Regions from separate parts of the Pan troglodytes genome. Here regions 2 and 3 are each linked to region 1. The links are chromatin contacts, called in public Hi-C maps. All regions are on one chromosome and are shown on one strand. Each heading gives the region's core, a stretch centred on a gene start, on an enhancer-like site or on the middle of the called end of the contact. The rest is flanking DNA. Distances are from core to core; before and after follow the strand shown.

Region 1 (2,947 bases), core at 1-2,500:
AACAATGTAAAATCTAGTATTCCAAACTGCAGCTACCATCCAAACTAACAAAAAAAATGGGTACTTCTCTATATAGTCCCCAATTTTTTTATTTAACAGCATTAAATGTTCTTTTCTTTACTGGAGATGGGAGAAAAAGACTCAGATTTACTTTAGGATCTTGTAGCTGACAATGTATCAATGCCAAACAGGACAGTTACTGTTAGTCAGAGAGACGGGGACCACAACCACCACCAGGCGCTCATTTCAGTATCAATTTAAACCCACTGTGTGACCTATATCCAAATTTTGCACTCCTCCATAAGTAGCAATACAGACACAAGTTTTAATCTTGAATCATTACAAAAACATGAAACTAAACAACTTTAGACAGAAGGAAAAATGCCAAAATGTTAAAAAATAAGTCTAGATACTGAGATTGCCAGTGGGTTTTTTTATTCTTCATAGGTCTGTGTATTTTACCAGCTTCTTAAAATTAACACATATTAGTTTCTAATAAAAGAACACATGTTATTTCTTTTCTTGAGATGGTATCTTGCTCTGTCACCCAGGCTGGAGTGTAGTGGCACGATTTTGGCTCACTGCAGCCTCTGCCTCCCAGGTTCAAACAATTCTCACGCCTCAGCCTCCTAAGTAGCTAGGACTACAGGCGTACACCACCATGCCCGGCTAATTTTTGTATTTTTAGTAGAGATGGGGTTTCACCATGTTGGCCAGGCTGGTCTTGAACTCCTGACCTCAAATGATCCACCCAACTCGGCCTCCCAAAATGCTAGGATTACAGGTGTGAGCCACCGCCGCCTGGCCAACAAATGTTATTTCTAAAAGATGAAGAAGCAAGAGAAGAACATAGACACGAATCTGCAAATCTACTTAGACCGAACATATCAAACGAGGTTTGGCTAGAGCTTCTCAGTACACTAACTGCTCTGCTTAACCTACAAGAAGCCAGGTACATTGGATGTCAACATGCCTACCTCATGGTATCTTCTACCTATCCAGAGCCCTTAACAAAACAAGTCTCTATCTGAGACAGGAGGGAAAACTTTATCTCTGTTAGCCAGCTCTCATTCCAAAGGGGTCTCATATTTAAAACTGTCTTTCTCCCAAATATTTTAACAGCATGTGAGAACTTTTGGCTGATGAATACAAGATACGCTCATTCATTCTCTTCATTGCTATGAAATCAGTTTTTCCACAACCTCCTGCAGAACCTCAACACATCACTAGGTGGCAACATGCCTACACCATATCGGTTTAGAAACCACGGTTAGGAGGAGCAGCAAAACACGCGGCATCCCAGTATGATTCAGAAGTAAAGTAAGTAAATATTTTCAGGGCAAATAAAAAACAGTCGAGTCTGATGCAATTAAAAGAGGTCCTCTCTACAAGAATAAATGTTTGTCCCCACTCTCCTCCCTCATGGAAACAGTACAGGCAAGCTGCCGGAGTGAACGCTGAGTGAGGGAAAGGAACGCACCATCGTTATCAAATTCGATCCGCGTGCATGGCCCCCGGGCGGTGATGTCGCAGCTGTACAGCCCTCCCGTTCTGTTGGCTCTCTGCAGTGGAAGCGCTTCTGCCCGCGGGGCCCCCACGAGCAACCTGTTGATGAAACAGAGACAATTTGGAGATTTGAATTTAATATACGTTTAACAGTTAAATCAGTCAGAACTAGGAGATAGTGGGATTATTCTTTGTCTAGGAGTCCACTAATTCTTCAACAGCTTAGGCAGTGAGTGAGAACAAATGTAGAGTCCTATGGCTTGTTCCTGCAAAACGCACAAACACAACTAAACAGGGGAAGCCAAAGAGGGGATACCAAAACGAGGAAAACAGGCCTGTCTCTCATAGTATCAGCATTTCTTGCTGGGTATGATCTGGTGTTTAAAAGACACCCTCTTCATAGAATACAACCTCTAAGCCCCTATGATGCCAGGGATATCATATGAAACTCAAGAGAAGAAACCAAATACTTGCGACAATGGAAGGAAAAAATGGCCACACTAAATGTAATAAGCAATAATATGTCAGTTTCTAACACTGTGCCTTCCTGAGGTAGTTTTCAAGGGTAATTCTGACTATATCTTAGATTTTCAGTTTATATACTAATTGAGAGAACCTAACGGTAAGTAAGATACAACTCGACTGAATTATTCACTTGCAGCCTTGGCCTCTTTCCAATTCTTTTTTTTTTCCCTCCAGTTTTATTAGGGTAGAATGGACAAATAAAAAGCAGATATATCTGAGGTGTACAAGTTGATGTTTGTTCTTCCAAGTCAGTTCTTCCTTGCACTTTTGTCACATTACAAGAGTTCGTCCTCTCTCATCCTATCAGTCTCCCACAAAGGATTCAGGGACAACTGGTGTAGCTCCACTTATGTACTAGGCACTGTAATATTCCTTCTTCCCCCCGGCCGAGTGTTTTTATCTCCTATAAGGAGGCCCCCAGTCCAAATCCACAGTCCTTAAAATTTCACCATCTCACAGCTGGACAGGCTCTTTAGAGATCCAACGACCTTGCTGCTAGGTCTCTTTTGCTAACACCTTTACTCACCATCGGGTTTACAATCTTTGAGGCCTGGCTGACTCATGGAACAACTAGGACAAGAAACAAAGACAAAGAACACACACCTGACTGGACAGAGATAAACCAAGAGCTGACAGTTTTGGAAACAAGGCTGGAGCTGAGGAAAAGGACTGGGAACACGAACCTGTACAAACAACAAATTCTTACAACAGAAAACAAGCCACTCCTGGCCGTCAAGAAACCCACCAATCTCAGAAGCAAAAGCAAAACAAATGAAAATACAAACCAAATAGTCTCTATTACCTTCATGCCTGTTGGGTCCCAATAAAGGAATAATTCCAATAAAGGATTCAACATATTTTTTTAAAACCAATATCATGCAGCAGGTGCCACGGGAGGCAAGTGTACCTGGAAAGC
Region 2 (3,245 bases), core at 118-2,617, 290 kb after region 1:
AAAAGAATGCCGTACACCCACACATGCTGATGTGAGGTCATCTCCAAGATACATGATAAAGGGGGAGCTGAGGCGGGAGGGCAGATGACCCAGTTTGGGGATGGGGACGCATTTGAAAGGAGATAGCCATATACTTGTGTTCTGGAAGGAATCAAAAGAAAATATTAGCAGTGGCTGCCTGGTCTGAAAGGGGAAGAGGCTTCTGTATCTGTACTGTTTGAATTTTCTGCCATGTGCACTTACTATTTTTTCCATTTTTAAAACTAGTTAATTAAAAAAAGAAATAGCCATTTAAAGCAAGGTAGAGGGGAGGGAGATTCATGGTACTCTGAGCTCTGCTGTCACAAGGAAAGAGAGTCCACATCCCACCCAAGCACTGAGCAACAATGGAAAGTCAAACGCTGGAGGAGGAAGCAAGGCCAAAAAAATATTTTTTTAATAAAATAAAAAAATTTATGTAGATACAAAGAAAATGATAGCAACGCAACGATAAAGGCATTGGAGTAGCACTTTCCACCAGCATATTGCTAGTCAGAATGAGTGCAGCCCGGCGCGAGGACCACCCGCTTCCGTGACCACGACTGGACCCCTCCCCAGCCCACTATCCTTGGGGTCCGCTCGTTCGTGCCGTCCGAGCCGTCTGTGGGAGCGACCCAGGCCCGGGCGCCTAACTCCCGGCAGCGGGGCGGCAGTTCGCGCTTCCCCGAGGGTGGTGCAGGTCAGCCCCGCAGGCGGGCAAGATCCTAGCCCCGGGAAGTGCTGTCGTGTGTGCAAACTTCGCTGCGGTCTGAAAGAGCTCTCGGTCGGTCGGGGCCCCGGAGGCCCCCGGCACGACTGCAGTTGCGCCCGGGGCTGAACGCGGCGTTGGCTGCAGCGCGCTCCCAAGCTGCCCTGCCCCGGCCCACATTCCTAAGGCCACAGTGCGACCCAGCGGGCCGCGGGGAAACTGCGCCGGACCACGGCCAGCCACCGCCCGAGCCCTCACCTGCAGCCTTCCAGGAAATGTGGCCGCGGGAGCTTCCCTCCTCCTTCCTAAATGGAGAGGGCTGATCTGTTTGCCAAGACAATGTCTAAACCTGACCCTTCCCTCACGCTGTAGAAGAAAATCGAAGTGCTGGAAAGTTCTGGTGGAGGGACTTGGAGGGATAAAATTCAGAATTCCAGACATCTTGTAATTTATGAAGTCAAGGAAGGTCCGTTTCTACCTGAAGAATGACTCCAATGATTTAATAAAATCTATAGACACTAGGCTTATAAGCAGGCTCGACCAAAATGCCACCTGCTTTGTGACGTTGGCCTCTGGCTAAGTGGAAACGTCCCCTGGCTCGCTGGCTTTCGCGGCCATTGTAACAGTCTCTCAGCTCTTACCACGTTCCCTGTGAATTGAATCTGCATGTCATTCCCTTTAACAGACCCTACAAGCTCCCTGAAGCAGAGATCCTATCTTCCTCATCTGTGTTAGGAATAGGCACCAAGACAGAAAGAAACCCTGCAGCAGTTAAGAACAGGAAAGAAAAAAGCAGCAAAGTCACAACAGCAACACTCACTCGCCAATTTTATTTGTCACTTAACAAGTGTATTGGGCTGGGCGCGGTGACTCACATCTAAAATCCCAGCACTTTGGGAGGCTGAGGCCGGTGGATCACCTGAAATCAGGCGTTCGAGACCAGCCTGGCCAACATAGTGAAACCCTGTCTCTACTAAAAATACAAAAATTAGCCGGGTGTGGTGGTGCGCACCTGTAATTCCAGCTACTCGCGAGGCTGAGGCACAGGAATCATTTGAACCCGGGAGGCGGAGGTTGCAGTGAGTCAGGATGGCACCACTGCACTCCAGCCTGGGTGACAAAGTAAGAATCTGTCTTAAAAAAAAAAAAATGTTTATTGAACACCAAATAGCCATATATTGTGAACCTTGATCCAGTAGACCAGCATTTTTCAATGGACGCCCTCTGCACGTCAGTTTCAGGCCATATTAATACCATATAACTTGAACATCAGGGCACCCTGAACGTATGGTGAGCCCACGTGTTGCAAGAGAAAAGTTCCTCAAAAAAAAAAGTTGCGGTTTTAGGAATTCTTTTAGCCAACTTGAAAACATAAATGTTTAGGATATATATGAGTTAAATGTCAGTGTATAGGATTGGATTTATTCATTTAGTTACACATAAAAGCTTAAATCACACATGTGAAATAATACATTGATTTTGAAATAATGCTTTTTTTCTACTCTGACATGTTATGAAGCAATTTTATTTAAACGCTTACCTGAGTTTTTCAATATCTTAGAAGAAGAGACGTATCTTAGGGCATCTAACACAGTCGTTTTTATTTACAAACAATATTTTTTGAACCCATGTGTGAGCTATCACCGGACATTTAATACTAAGCCATAATTTGATAAATTCAGAGTTTTAAAAAATGTATCCTATAGGGATAGATTTGTGATCTCTTCAACATATTCACTAACTGTATTGCTTTTTTGTCATTGCTGATTTACACCAGCACCCAGTCAATAGTCACATGGGGAGGTCAGGCCCTGCATCAATCAGTAAGGGTCTAGCTACAGGGAATAAGGGTCTAGCTCCTGGCTAGTTTGAGCAAGATATTTGTAACAGGGTGTCATATAACTTCCAGAATCACCAAACTGGAGGTAGTAGGGGAGAGTTTGGCAAGAAACAGACTCTAGACTGAGCTTCTAGTAATAATTCCAAAGTCACATCAGATAATTGGCCAGAGAACAAAAAGCCCCAAGCCAAATCTGGTTCTGCTGCTATAGCAGCCCCGTGTGAAATGATGCCACCTCTGCTACAATCAAGAAGCTGCTGGCCAAGCTTGCTGCTGCTGCATATCAGCTCTGCTACCAATCACAAACAAAAATGAATGCCTCTTTCCAAAGCCAAGATTTATATAAGCAAGTGCATCTGAATGTCAGAACCTAAAGTACATCCAAAATTCTCACTGCAAGAAGGTCTAGAAAAGATTGTTTTTAGCTTTCCGGATTCTTCAGTATAAGAAGACAGATTCTTTTTTATGTATATAAAAAAGTAGAGACTGGATCTCACTATGTTGTCCAGGATGGTCTCAAACTCCTGGCCTCAAGCAATCCTCCCACCTTGGCCTCACAAAGTGCTGGGATAACAGGCATGAGCCACAGCGCCTGGCCTAACACAATAGAAGAAAGTTAGAATACATGGTGAGTAAGGTAATCCACAGCAACTGCCTCATACTCCCAATAATAGTTAC
Region 3 (3,460 bases), core at 554-3,053, 350 kb after region 1:
AGCGACAGCGGCCTTGCCTCCATGGCCCAGATCTGAGTTCGAGGTCGGACTCTGCTGCGCGTCGGTAACCATGTGATTGGCTCTAGGCCTTGGTTTCCTCAATGTGGGTGATATTGTACCCACCCTACAGGGCGATTCCCAGGAGTCAGTGAGATGCCTGAGGTAAAGGGCTTGGCAGAACGCTGGGCGCTCAGTAAATACACGCGGGCAATCGTTCTCTGCACTAGACTGCACGCTGCTGGAGGACAGTGCCTGGAGACAGGTGGAAGAGGAATGGCTGACTGAGACTCTCAAGCTCGGGAGCCAGGAGGGAGTGTGGAGCCAAAGATGCGGGCCGGGAGCGGTGGCTCACGCCTGTAATCCCAGCCCCAGCACTTTTGGAGGCCGAGGTTGCAGGATCGCTTGAGCCCAGGAGTTTGGGACCAGCTTGAGCAACATAGTAAGACCCCATCTCTACAAAATAAAAAAATTATCTGGGCATGGTGGCATATGCTTGTGGTCCCAGCTACTCCGGAGGCTGAGGAAGGAGGATCCCTTGAGCCCAGGAATTCGAGGCTGCAGTGAGTTGTGATCGCGCCAGTGCACTCCAACCTGAGTGAGAGAGTGAAGCTCTGACTCTTAAAAAAATAACAGTAGGCCTGGCGCGGTGGCTGAGGCCTGTAATCTCAGCACTTTGGGAGGCCAAGGCAGGAGGATCATCTGAGGTCGGGAGTTCGAGACCAGCCTGACCAATATGAAGAAACCTCATCTCTACTAAAAATACCAAAAAAAAAAAAAAAATAGCAGGGCGTGGTGGCACATGCCTGTAATTCCAGCTACTCGGGAGACTGAGGCAGGAGAATCGCCTCAGTTGCGGAGGGTGCGGTGAGCTGAGATCGCGCCATTGCACTCCAGCCTGAGCAACAAGAGCAAAACACCGTCTCAAAATAATAATAATAATAATAATAATTTTTAAAATGGTAGAAACCCGAGACAACCTCTGAGCTGGGAAGCCGTGGCAGCAGAGACCAGAGGACCCACCCATTCCCTGCACAGGCCGAGTTTTAGCTCCCCAAGAGTGATCCCATTGTGTCCTCTCGCCAGGTCCATGCAGGAAAAGAAAAAATGTGAAATCCCAGGACGCAGATCCCTAGTCAGGGGTCGCGTCTGCCTGCCGGCCCAAGGGGCTGCGGAGAGCTGATGGCTCCCGGAGTCCCTCGAGGCTGCCTTAGGGGTCGAAGGGAAAATCAGGTTGAGGAGACCAGCAATGCGAAAGGACCCAGCCAGAGTTGTCCCAAGAAGCTGCAATTAGCCAATGAAGTAAGAACAAAAGCACTGCCGGTTTGGTCGCAAAGGCTGAGCTGGGAGGTTCTCATAACCAAATCCTCCCTCTTCCAACGTCTTTGAGTTTTAGGACAAACCCCAAAGGGATTCGAAAGCGCAGGTTCCTAGAGCTACTACTTCGGGGACGAAAACACAAAGGTACCGAAACTGACATTGCCTCTTGGACCAGCGGCCCGGAAACTCCCGTCTCCGGGACCCTCGACGAGACTGTGAGGAGTAGGAGCAGCAGCGCATGCAGCCCTCCCATCCCCCGAGTGAGGAAGGAGAGTGAAAATGGGCCCGGCCCTGCCACGCACTGAGGGCACCCGGGCGCCCACCCCAGCTCCCTGCCGACAGGAGGCATCCTCTCCCCAGTAATACCCAACTGGGCTGGCTTTCTATGCAGCGGAGGACGCCCAATAGCCCGGCAGAGCAAAGCGCCCGGCTAGGCGAAGGCTGGAATCCTGCCCCAGGCTAGCGGTGGGGCAAGGGTCTGAGAGCAAAGCGCAGACCTGTCCTCTCCAGCTCGCTGTCTTCTGGAGACCTGGAGCTGTTCAACTAAGGCTTACCATAAATACCCTTGTGATTTGTGCTATGGCAACAGAGAAAGGCGGCTGCCTGGCAAGGGGGGAGGGGCACCCAACTCAAAAGAAGTCGTTTCCGTTCTCGAGCCTCAGTGTCCATCTATACAATGAGAATGATGATTCCATCCCTGCCTGGCGCAGGGGTTGGCGTTAGGCTCCTACGAGGGGAGACGTCGCAGCGCGGCGTCAGCCTGGGACAAGCGATCCAAAGCAGAAGAAAGTCTCGGCGATGGGAGTCGAACACGCAAGCACAGAGCAGAAACTTCAGGCTCCCCTTATTTACCCCCACCGTTCTCTATGTTCCTGCGGAGCAAAAGAACGCCGAAGTCAGAGAAATCCGAAAACGGAGAAGGGGAAAGAAAGTGCCCTGGGGCAGAAGAGGTAGCTGGCCGCCCTCAAGCACCAGTGTTCTCCCAAACTCGTTTTAAGCCTCCCCTTCACTCCTCTCAGATCACTAAGGAGATGGGCGTCACTCTGACTGTAGACAAAACTGTCAATTCCCTATGCCACTGCTTCCCTGACTTCAGACCAAAGTAAGCAAATCGTTTGGACATTGTGGTGCAGTAATCAGATAATTTGGCTAAACCCAGACTTGTGTTCAAATTATCAGAACTGATACCTCAAGTCTCTACTTGATTCTCCAAATGCAGTTGTGGGTTCTGTCTCCCTTTCCCCCTCCCTCACACTCTTCCCGCTTGCTCATTGCCTCTGGTCTCTTCTTTGCCCCCTCTTTCCCCCATGTACACAATCCTTTGTTTTCCAGATAAAGTGGGGCTCCAGTCATTTCCTTCCAGAAAGAAACCATTTTCCAGATCCCGGCTGATCTAGACTTTGGGCTGCTAATTAATGGAAGTTACTGAATAAATAAAATACAACAAATTTGCCATCATGAAAAAGCCTGGAGAACATATTTAGGGTGGGAACAAAGAACAGAGAGAAGAAGACATGGTGGTTGGATTTTTTTTTTTTTTTTTTGAGACAGAGTCTCGCTGTGTCACCCAGGCTGCAGTGCAATGGCATGATCTTGGCTCACTGCAACCTCTGCCTCCCCAGCTCAAGCGAATCTCCTGCCTCGGCCTCCCAAGTAGCTTGGATTACAGGCTCCCACCAGCAAACCCGGCTAATTTTTGTATTTTTAATAGAGATGGGGTTTCATTATGTTGGCCAGGCTGGTCTCGAACTCCTGACCTCAGGTGATTTGCCCGCCTTGGCCTCCCAAAGTGCTGGGATTACAGGTGTGAGCCACCGTGCCCAGCAGGTGGTTGGATTTTTAAAATTGTCTTTTTCAGGGAATTTTTTTTTTCTACATTAGATCAAAGCAGCCACCACTGTGGTGACAGAAAGAGTTGGAATTTGAAGTCAAAACACCAAAAGGCGGGCAGATCACGAGGTCAGGAATTCGAGACCAGCCTGACCAACATGGTGAAACCCCATCTCTACTAAAAATACGAAAATTAGCCGGGGGTGGTGGCGCGCGCCTGTAATCCCAGCTACTTATGAGGCTGAGGCAGGAGAATCGCTTGAACCCAGGAGGTGGAGGTTGCAGTGAGCCAAGATGGCGCCACTGCACTCCA

What was found. Hi-C and Micro-C count contacts between places; a contact is called where the count stands out from the background.
Region 2: a Hi-C map of stem cell-derived neural progenitor cells shows a contact between it and region 1, with 8 times the contacts expected there. The contact joins two enhancer-like sites. A contact is called at or near these places in 4 of 7 Hi-C or Micro-C datasets (blood, induced pluripotent stem cells and stem cell-derived neural progenitor cells), 1 of 1 datasets of contacts at active chromatin or transcription factors (stem cell-derived excitatory neurons) and 1 of 1 other capture datasets (stem cell-derived neural stem cells).
Region 3: a contact with region 1 is called in a Hi-C map of stem cell-derived neural progenitor cells, with 5 times the contacts expected there. The contact joins two enhancer-like sites. A contact is called at or near these places in 2 of 7 Hi-C or Micro-C datasets (induced pluripotent stem cells and stem cell-derived neural progenitor cells) and 1 of 1 datasets of contacts at active chromatin or transcription factors (stem cell-derived excitatory neurons).

The regions. Positions count from the first base shown.
Region 1 is chr13:74,514,479-74,517,425 of NHGRI_mPanTro3-v2.0_pri, reverse strand. It overlaps ITGA6 (integrin subunit alpha 6), which reads right to left. Exons shown (of 25, transcript XM_016950041.4): 2 at 1,481-1,605. Among named protein-coding and RNA genes, the nearest start is that of ITGA6, 40 kb to the right of the region's middle. Within about 2 kb of position 1,250, at least 3 of the 24 cell types and tissues checked have an H3K27ac peak or open chromatin away from gene starts, as enhancers often do. A contact at or near this core is called in stem cell-derived neural progenitor cells, where this site is marked.
Region 2 is chr13:74,225,548-74,228,792 of NHGRI_mPanTro3-v2.0_pri, reverse strand. All of the region lies in intron 2 of LOC107973828 (a long non-coding RNA gene), which reads right to left. Among named protein-coding and RNA genes, the nearest start is that of DLX2, 65 kb to the right of the region's middle. Within about 2 kb of position 1,367, at least 14 of the 24 cell types and tissues checked have an H3K27ac peak or open chromatin away from gene starts, as enhancers often do. A contact at or near this core is called in stem cell-derived neural progenitor cells, where this site is marked.
Region 3 is chr13:74,163,639-74,167,098 of NHGRI_mPanTro3-v2.0_pri, reverse strand. It overlaps a transcript of LOC107973828 not described here. Among named protein-coding and RNA genes, the nearest start is that of DLX2, 3.4 kb to the right of the region's middle. Within about 2 kb of position 1,803, at least 2 of the 24 cell types and tissues checked have an H3K27ac peak or open chromatin away from gene starts, as enhancers often do. A contact at or near this core is called in stem cell-derived neural progenitor cells, where this site is marked.